3 separate regions of the Mus musculus genome follow, and all the other regions are linked to region 2. Evidence: chromatin contacts called from public HiChIP or PLAC-seq data. All regions are on one chromosome and are shown on one strand. The core of a region is the stretch at or near the end of the contact, and the rest is flanking DNA. Distances in the headings are between cores, read along the strand shown. Region 1 holds the start of Airn (antisense Igf2r RNA). Region 2 holds the start of Wtap (Wilms tumour 1-associating protein). Region 3 overlaps Airn (antisense Igf2r RNA).

Region 1 (2,828 bases), core at 92-2,591, 250 kb after region 2:
CTTCCCTCCGTCTCCTGCAACGCGGCACTTTTGAGCTTGCCTCTCTTGCAACGTGGCACTTTTGAGTTCATCTCTCCTGTAACATGGCACTTTTGAGCGTTGGCCCTGATCACAGAACCCTTCGAATCCTCCCCTTGTGCAGTTTGCACCCTCAGGATACCTCGGAATCCTCCGAGCCGTCTCTTCCCCTCCCCTCGCGCAACTTGGCATAACCAGAATCACAGCCCAACCGGAATCGCATTAAAACCCTCCGAACCTTTGGGCAGCGCGGCACCGGGGCTCACGCAGTGCCGCGGAACCCTCGGAACCCTGCCCTTGTGCAGCTTCGCACCCTCAGGATAGCTCGGAACCCTCTGAGCTTTCCCTTCCCTTTCCCTCACCGCAACTCAGCACAACCAAGGATCACGGCACAACCGGAATTGCTCCGAACCCTCGGGCAGCACTGCGGCGCAGTGCCGCGGAACCCTCTAAACCCTCCGAATCCCCTCCTTGTGCAGCTTTTCACCCTTAGCCTCTCTCGCAACTCGGCACAACCAGAATCGCAGCACAATTGGAGTTGTGCTAAAATCCTCTGAACGGGGGGGGGGGGGGGGGGCAGCGCACACGCCAGCACCCTGGCTCGCGCAGTGCCGCGGAACCCACCGAACCTTCCCCCTGCCCCGCAAACCGCGGATCAGGTCGTGTAGAAATCCTCCGATCTCCACCCCCCCCCCCAACTCTCCAGCAGCGTGGTGCCCTAGCGCGAACCCCTGCTCCCCTTGCGCAGCGTGGCACCCTCGTGCTCTAGATCGCCCGTAAACCCCCCCCCCCCCCAGTGCAGCAGTCGGCCCGCGCTGGACGCCCCCCTCCCTTCTCCTCTTGCTGACGCGGCATGGCGGCAGCGCGGCTTTCGGCTTTCTACCGGCCCTATCGGCCCTCGTGTAGTTCAGAACACTGGTGAGCAGTGGGGCACCCTAGTGCTGAGTTTTCTTGTAGCCCAGAAATCTTCACCCTAGCGCTGAATCTCGCGTAGGGGAACCTTTGAGCGGCCTGGAACTCTTGGTCGGAGCCCTCGAGCTGCCGGATCAGTGGAACCCTCACCTCGCGTAGAGCCCTTCCCTCCTGTGGAACCCTTCCTTTGCGGAATCCTCTAACGCGTGGAATCCTCCCCTTGCAACGGAATCCTACCCTCATCTGCAGAATCCTCCCCTCGCATTGCCGCGCTTCACGCGGGGAACCCTAGCTTACCTCAGTTCCCCAGGATGTCTGCGTGGTAACTGGCGGTGCTGTGCTTCTTGCTGCCCGCTAGAGCAAGGAGGGATAGATATAATGTTGAAGCCTCGGCAGGGGGTGGAGATTATTAAGTTCCGCCCCAACTGTGTCACTTAATCCCCCCTGCTCAGCCCAACCTCACCAGGCTTTGGCTCCTCCTCTTGCTCCAGCCTGGAGCCTGTGTTTTAGATGGCCTTACAGTCCTGGAAGTGTTTCTATAAATTGCCTGCTGAGCAGGTCAGAAAGATTTAGAGGAACACCAGAGAGACCAGATATTTCAAGCAGACTTGAATAACAGATATTACGGTTATGTTTCTTCTTCTTCTTTTTAAAAGCTGTTGTCTAATTGAGTAGTCCTTGCTTGTCTTGAACCCCGAGAGAGATACACTTCTCTTAGTCTTTCCATTGCTTGGATGCAGAGTATGCAGTGCCACTCCTGTGAAGGTTTTCCTGACCACCAAGCCACCAAAAGCATAGTTTTACAGGACATAAACAGGCAGTTCTCTTCCACACAACTCAGTTGCCAGTATTGGTTCAAAATTTGAGACTTACAGTTTATTTTAGGCACATTTAAGCAAAGCACAATTAAAAAAAAGTTCTCTGGTTTTAATTAACTCCATCCCATGTGTTCAATAAATCTTTACTTATGACTACATTGATTCTTTTGTGAGGTTCAAGTGAGTCTTCTGTATAGATAGATTCTATAGATTAAGGAAGTAGGCTCATGGGAGGAGTCTGGGGGAAGCAGGCTCATGGGAGGGGTCTGGGGCAGCTGCTGTGGCCTGGCCTTACAGAAATAGCACAGAGGTCACCAGGCTATTAACCACCCCTGCCCCCAGCCTCCTGGGCTGGAAACAGGTTATCTACTCTCCCTTTGAAGAGACAACCCTGCGTGTTTAACATTCCTGGCTTGCCTAGTGCTTATCTGTGAGAAAAGAGCCTACGTGCTTTTATGTTTGTTCATTGTGTGTTCATTCTTATCCTCTCCAAACAGGTGACTCACTTTTGAGAAGTTCAGCCAGATCACTCCTGGAATTCAACACCACTATGGGCTGCCAGCCTTCAGATTCACAGCACAGAATCCAGACTAGCATTACATTTCTGTGTGGGAAGACCCTGGTGAGTGGGGCCCTCTTCAAGCTCTTTGTTAAGAACATTTTCCCCTTCTGGTGTTCTTGTTACAGGAATTCTGATCCTGGAGGACTAAATGGTCAATTTCCCCCTCCCCCCAATTTATATTCACATCACGTCACTACCACCCAGAACCACCAACTAAATGTGTCTTAAAGATGGTGAGAATTGGAGTGAAACTTGAGTTAGGATGAATGTTAATTTTAGACCAACCTATAACCACACTATTGTGCAAATTGAGATCTTAAAGTCTGTTTGTGGCAGCATGAACCATGGAGGTCATGTTGCAGAGCAAGCTAGCTGCTGATTTACTTCTGTTGATTGTTCTTAAGAGCTTGGTGTTTACTGTAGGAGAAACAGGACTTGGAGGTGAACACCTTGGTCTTTCTCATGGGCTGGGGAAGGTAGAAGTTAACTGTTGCTCTGCAGGGGTTAACTAGAGTTAA
Region 2 (3,166 bases), core at 491-2,990:
CCCTGACTAGTACAATGTGTTCAAATATATGTGTCTGTACCACAATATGCCTACCAAGACCAGAAATGGTCATCAGGTCTTCTGGAACTAGAGTTACAATTGTGAGCCATGATGTGGGTGCTGGAAATTGAATCCAGGTCCTCTGAAAGAGCAACAAGTACTCTTAATCACTGAGCCATCTCTCCAGCCCCAAGTTAATCTTTAAATTTAAAATAGTGTCTCTGAACTTCTTTGGTATTTGAATTTGTATCTCATTATCTTTTACACTAGAAATCTTTGAAGAAAGTAACATTAAAATGTTTGTACTACAATATATGTAACTTCAAAACCATAGCAACAATGTTATAACTACAAATCACTTAGTGAAACTGAGTGATTCTTAGGTATCTAGGACAGAGCCCTCTGTAGGCACAGAGCCAGAGCATGAAATTCAAACACTGCAGCTATATTCTTTCTTTTGTGTATCTTTCAGTTCCGCTATCAATTTTAATTTGAATTGATTCCTTTCAATTTGTTTTGGACTCTGGAGGGATTTTCTTGTTTTACCTATTCGTTTCATAAGTTTTGAAAACTCACAAGTCTTGCTGTTTCTACCTTTATCTCCTACAGCCATTACCCTCTTTTGAGTAACTATTAAGTTTCTGCAATATTCTTCCATTTTCTCGATATGTGCCTACATATATGTGTATATGTATTTCTACACCTTGCTTTATTCACTCAAGCCAGGACTCATTCCAAAGTAACACATAACTATTAATGTCTGCATCCTCACCAGGAAACAGGATTTCAATGTATATTTCCATTATAAACAAAGTTGATCCTCCTTCTATGGAATATTTTAAGGATCTGTGAACCATCTGTTCACGTCCTTCTCCATTTTCTTTAGTTTTCCAAGGACCCTGCGATGTAAACTACCTAGTGGTGGCATCTGGTCTCTACTGTAACTGTATCCTTATAAATGATCTCAGGCAGGGCACCTACGCTGGGGATTAACCGGGCTCATAAAACCGACTAAGCCTAAATATGACTGTCCCATCTGGGAAGTGCTGAAGAGACTGCCGAGCACCGCTGTTCTTGCTAGAGTACTCCAGAACCCTCACCCGGCTGCCTTCCCGGGGCTTCCAGTCTGCCCACACGCGCAGCCTCCTGGCTCCTCGACTCAAACCCAAAGACGCCCCGGGGCAAAGCCGGCGGCCCCAAGAACGGCGACGGCTTCTAAGTCCCCCTCCCCCGCCCCCAACTTAAAACGAGGGGCGCTTAAGCATGAAGCCGCTGTCTCCCCGTTCCGGCACGATGCGCGGAAGCATCCTGAGCTGTGAGACTGCCTGGAAGAGCCAATCACGCGCTTGTCGGCTCGGATTCCTCCGCCCAGGCCGCGCAGCAGCCGCAGGTGGCCCCGCCGAGCTTGTCCGGCAGCGGCCGTCGTCCCGAGATGCCTCGCGGGTGACCTCCGACCTCGCGGGCCCGCCCTTCTCTCCGGCCGCTTCCCTTCCCAGCCCCGCTGAGCTTGCAGAGCCCCGACGGGGCCGGTGCGGGCTTCCGCGGACTGTCTCCGTGCGGCGGCGGCGTAGTGCCGCTGCCTCTCCGCGCCCCGAGGTCCCGAGCGGGGCCGAGCCGGCCGCCCCTCGCCCCTTCTCTCCAGAGGCGCCCGGCGCGGTGACCGAGGAGGCGCCCGAGAGGCGCGTCTCGGGTGAGTGGGCCACGGGCGGGGTCTCCGCGGCGCGCTCGGGGCGGGGCGCAGTCCGGGCGGGGCGGGGCCGGCGGCAGGGCCGGCTTTCCTCCCTCAGCGCCATTTTGTGGCTGCGAGACCCGCAAATAAAGGTTCTCGCCAGCGCTGCGGCGGGAGGAGCGCGGGGGGGCCGGCGGCGGCGCGGCCTCGGCCTGTGTGACTGGCGGCGCCCGCGCAGCCTCGGGCTGGGAAGGTAGGTGCAGCCCGCAGCGGGAATGGCCACGAGGGCCTGTGGGGCCGGGGAGCGAGGCGCGGCCGCCCTAGACCCGGGGAAATGCACTCCGGGCCGGAAGGGCGACCGGGCCTGCGGCCGTGCAGGTTTCCCGTTAGGCAGAGCGGTTTGCTGCCCGTGGGGATCCTTGCACCGCTTCGCGGCCATTCTACTTCCGTCCCTGACGGCAGGGGACAGGGCGGGCGTTCCCGCGGCCGGGGAGGCGGGGAGGCCGGAGGCCGCCCTCTCGGGGCTGACTGGCCATGCCGGTCCTTTCCCCGCCTCTGTCGCCCCCTCCCACCTTCCAGGGTTCGTCACCGGGGACCCAGAGGTACCCACAGTTCTGTATGGCACAAGTGAAGCATTCTGTTTTGTTTTTTGGGTTTTTTTTTTGTTAAAAACAATTCCGTACCACGTAGTAGCTTGTCTTTGCAACCACGTTCACCTGTGGACTTCCATTTTTACATAAGTGCATGCATTGTGAGAGTAGTTCTTTTTTTTTTTTTTTTTTGACAGCTTAGTGGAATTTTTCGTGAACTTCTAGTCTAGTTTTGGATTTCTGTATGGCTGATTTGACCGTATTTAAAATTGTTTTGCATAAGACAGCGGGTGCACGGTAGAACAAGACCTAAGTTTTCCTCTCTGTGTACATGTTTTATGGGCGTGGGGGGCGGCTAGGCCTTGTGCATGCACGCTAGGCCAGCCTTCTGCCGTTCAGCAATTCCCCGAGCCCACAGTTCTTGGTTTGAGAATGAGGAAGTCAGTTAATTTGACCCCAAAGGACTAAGAATACACTGTAAGCTGGTTGTAAAGATCGGTGAGCCTGTTAAAGCTTCAAGGAGCATGTTATAATCCTCTACGTTTTATTTACGCCTTTTTCATCGTTTTCACGCTCTACCCTAGCCTTTTCATTTAGTTAATTTTATTGTTTGGAAAGATAGGTGGAAGTCACAGATCAGTTACTACAAATTCTACCTTTCTTTCCCTTTAGCTTATGTTTGAGCTTTGGGACTGGAGAGTTGGCTCAGCAGTTTCTCTTCCAGCACCGGAATGATGGCTCTTGACCATCCTTAACTCTTGTTCTGGAATTTTGACTTCCCACTTCTGACCTCAGTGGGTGGCATCAGGCGTGCACGTGATGCACATATATACGTGCAAAACATTCATAAAACATTTTTAAATGCGGTCTGGAGAGAGATGGTTCAGCGGTTAAGAGAACTGACTGC
Region 3 (3,156 bases), core at 16-2,515, 200 kb after region 2:
AACCATTTAGTACATAGCGATTTCAAAAAAAAAAAAAAAAAAAAAATCTTGGGGATGGAGAGATGGCTCAGCAGCTGCGAACACTTGCTGCCTTTGTAGAGGGTGTGCACATTAGCTTCCCAGGACCTATGCAGTGCCTCTCAGTGGCTTGCAACTCCATTTCCAGGAGCTCTGAAGCCCCCTTCTGGCTTCTATGGTCACTGTGCAAAGGTGGTTGGTGCTCATAACCCCCCAGAGGCTCACACACATAGTCAATGAATAGTTATTTTAAAAAAAAAAAACAATAGAACATTGTCTTTCTTTTCCCCCCATGAAACTGTCTATAGGTCTGTTGTGGTGGAACTATTCCACCCTTGCTTGTTGAGGAAATCATTTTTAAGAGGAATGAAGACAGGCCGAACTCATGTAGACCCAACCAGAAGAATGTATTATAAGGATTATGGGTAAAGTTTAATTGGAAGAGTGCTGACCAGGCTTGCATGTACCACATAAACCAGGAATGGTGGTACATGCCTATAATGTCAGCACTTGGGAAGTGGAGACAGGAGGTTAGAGGTTCGAGGTACCTCTTACTACATAGCAAGTTTGAGGCCAGTTCAGGTTACTTGAGACTCTATCAAAAAAAAAAAAAAAAAATCCCAAAGGCAAGATGGTGAACAATATGGAAAAAAAGAGAATTTTCTGCCTGAAGCGATGAACAAAGTCCACGGACTCTCACAATAGCAAGGTATGCCATTCAGGGTTTAGGTTTTTTTTGTTTTGTTTTGGTTTGGTTTTTTTTTTGTTGTTGTTGTTTTGTTTTTGTTTTTATTTTTACTTCAGAAAAATACCAGGATTGAATCAATCCAACGGGGGAAAAGTTTACTTTTGCATCCTGCTTAGGACTGTTCTTCCAAGGTCTTGCTGGGTACCAGGATGACTTATCTGAGCGTCTACACTGTTGTGTGGCAAGCCTGAGACACAGCTGATGGAGATAAGAACTGTAAACGTGTCAAAATGGAGGAAGGGATGAGTGAGCTGGTGGGACGGAAGAAAAGTGGATCAGAAAGAGGATTCCCTTGAGCCACCCCCTCCCCCATTCTGTTGTTAATCTGACATGGGTGAACCTAGGCTAGCATGGCCCCCTCTGTGGGGGACCAAGGCTAGTGACACAGGTCCTGTGCCCTGATCCTGGCTCTCATCCTGCAGTCTCACAGGCTGGATGCCTTGTCACTTTGCCTGTTCAAGGTTCAGCACGTGCCTCTCCAGATGGCCACACCCTGCCCAACCCTTGAACTGTGTTCCAGAGCCAACAGAACTGTGTAAACAAGAGCAGCTGGCAGGCTCCTGCTTCTCATGGTTTCTGCTCTGAGATGAGTTTTCTAAAACGCCTCTGGAGTCCAATAGTCCTGGATGTGACTCCAGACTCCTCCGCTTCCTTATTCTACGTTTTAGGCAAGCGGCTCAAACTTCTTGGCATTGTCGGTGCTAATTGTTGGTCCCTGAAAGGTTTCATCGACTGTCAACCCCCAGGCTACAGATTGCTGATACCATGTAGATTTGGACAAACTGAATTGGAGTTGTGATTTGTAATTCATCCCTGGTTATAGGATGGTTGCAAGCAATACAAGTTATGAAATATTATACTGATTTACTTCCTTTTCAAAATTCCCATCACTGTGTATCTAGGTCATCATGGAAAGAGTAAAACAAAAAAAGAAAAGAAATAGAAAAAAATACTGCTTTTTTTTCCTGCTAAACCTCTTTGGTGGGGCTATGTATTTTGACTTTATACTTAGCATGTATTATTATTATTATTATGAGTTATAGCTCCAGCTAGCCTGGTTCTTGCTATATAGACCAGGCTGGATTTAGACTTGTAGCCATTCTCCTGTCTCAGCCTTGCGAGGGCTCTGGTTATAGTGACCTGGCATACTGGCCTATCTAACTTTTTTGGTTATAGTGATCTGGCATACTGGCCTATCTAACTTTTCTGGTTATAGTGATCTGGCATACTGGCCTGTCTAACTGTTTTAGCTTAATAAACCACCTCAGTCTCTTGGAGTTTGGATTCCATTTGTTCCTTAAGCATTCACATGTCGGGGGTTTAGTCCTTAGCATGGTGACTTTAAGATGTGATGGTATCTACAGGAGGTAGAACCTGGCCTCAGGGGTTGGGGGATGTAGCGCTCAGGAAGGAAGGAATGGATGTGGGGCCCGTGATACCCTGGTTGGGCTCTTGAGAGAGTGTTTTTATAAAGGTACATGCCTGGGCCTGTCTCTCAGGCTTCCTGTCTGGCTAGCTCCGACACACTCTTTCCATGATGTCATCCACAATGGGAGAGAGGGAAAAGAATCTTTGAAAGAGCCAACATTATGCTGGAAGAAATTTGATAGTCAAACTTGGACGTAGTGGCTTGGGCCTGTAATCCCAGCACCCAGGAGGCTGAGGTAAGAGACCAGTGAGCTAGAGGCCAGTGTGTGTGAGAGGAAATGAAAGAGGGAGGGGAAAAAGAAAAGAAGAGGCCCAGAGAGAGAGACTTGTAGTTTTCTCACAGTTTTCTTCCTTTTCTTTCTACTAAGTTATTTCTTATGTAGCTTGGGAATTTCAAGCAAACTGAACCAAGAATTTACAACTGAAAAAAGATACTATGGAAGAGAGATGAAAGGCTTGCATTTCCCTGGAATCCGTGTGCCAGGGGCATGTGCCTGCTGATTATTTCAGTGGCAAGCCTTTTAATTAGCAGGCGACGGTCACATGCTTTCCTAGTGGGTCTCATAACAGCTCTTCCAACGAGGTTTCCACCAGGGATCCCGTTAGCTGAAGTAACAGATGACCCAATTCCAAGTTAATAAAGAGGAGATGGAAGATTTCCTAGCTCAGGTTAAAAAAAAAAAAAAAGTCCAGTGAGATTCCTCTCTCCCAGCCTTGTGATCAAAGTGCCCCAAGGCTGATAGCAGTGTCAGCCCCTACTAATCCTGTCAGCTTCCTGCCCATGCCTGTTGTTAGAGAGAGGTCAACTTCCCATGGCAGCATGAATGCTATCTTCCCAGGAGCTCTGGTAATCATCTCCTTACATCTTTCACACACAGGCTTAAGTGTACCCGGGGGATGGACATGTTTGTTTGGCTTACACTATCAGCTGGAGTGTGACAGACACTGAACAGTCAACCGTA

Evidence for each region. HiChIP or PLAC-seq counts read pairs in DNA pulled down with a chosen protein or histone mark.
Region 1: a contact with region 2 is called in an HNF4G HiChIP or PLAC-seq map of pancreatic cancer cells. The contact joins the promoter of Airn here to the promoter of Wtap in region 2. A contact is called at or near these places in 1 of 39 promoter capture datasets (cranial neural crest), 1 of 484 Hi-C or Micro-C datasets (Th1 cells), 7 of 115 datasets of contacts at active chromatin or transcription factors (CD8 T cells, bone marrow-derived dendritic cells, effector CD8 T cells and 4 more) and 3 of 9 other capture datasets (adipose tissue, liver and pancreatic islet).
Region 3: a contact with region 2 is called in a FOXA1 HiChIP or PLAC-seq map of pancreatic cancer cells. The contact joins the enhancer-like site here to the promoter of Wtap in region 2. A contact is called at or near these places in 1 of 39 promoter capture datasets (hippocampal neurons), 4 of 484 Hi-C or Micro-C datasets (the N1E-115 cell line, cerebral cortex and cortical neurons), 5 of 115 datasets of contacts at active chromatin or transcription factors (the 230-238 cell line, craniofacial prominence, effector CD8 T cells and 2 more) and 3 of 9 other capture datasets (adipose tissue, liver and pancreatic islet).

The regions. Positions count from the first base shown.
Region 1 is chr17:12,739,824-12,742,651 of GRCm38.p6, reverse strand. It overlaps Airn (antisense Igf2r RNA), which reads right to left and starts at 1,341. Exons shown (of 3, transcript NR_027773.1): 1 at 1,228-1,341. It overlaps Igf2r (insulin-like growth factor 2 receptor), which reads left to right. Exons shown (of 48, transcript NM_010515.2): 3 at 2,246-2,370.
Region 2 is chr17:12,990,833-12,993,998 of GRCm38.p6, reverse strand. Wtap (Wilms tumour 1-associating protein) reads left to right here and starts at 1,740. Exons shown (of 8, transcript NM_001113533.1): 1 at 1,740-1,922.
Region 3 is chr17:12,790,805-12,793,960 of GRCm38.p6, reverse strand. All of the region lies in intron 1 of Airn (antisense Igf2r RNA), which reads right to left. Among named protein-coding and RNA genes, the nearest start is that of Igf2r, 23 kb to the right of the region's middle. RefSeq lists an enhancer at 891-3,156. Within about 2 kb of position 1,265, at least 161 of the 459 cell types and tissues checked have an H3K27ac peak or open chromatin away from gene starts, as enhancers often do. A contact at or near this core is called in the N1E-115 cell line, adipose tissue, pancreatic cancer cells and 1 more, where this site is marked.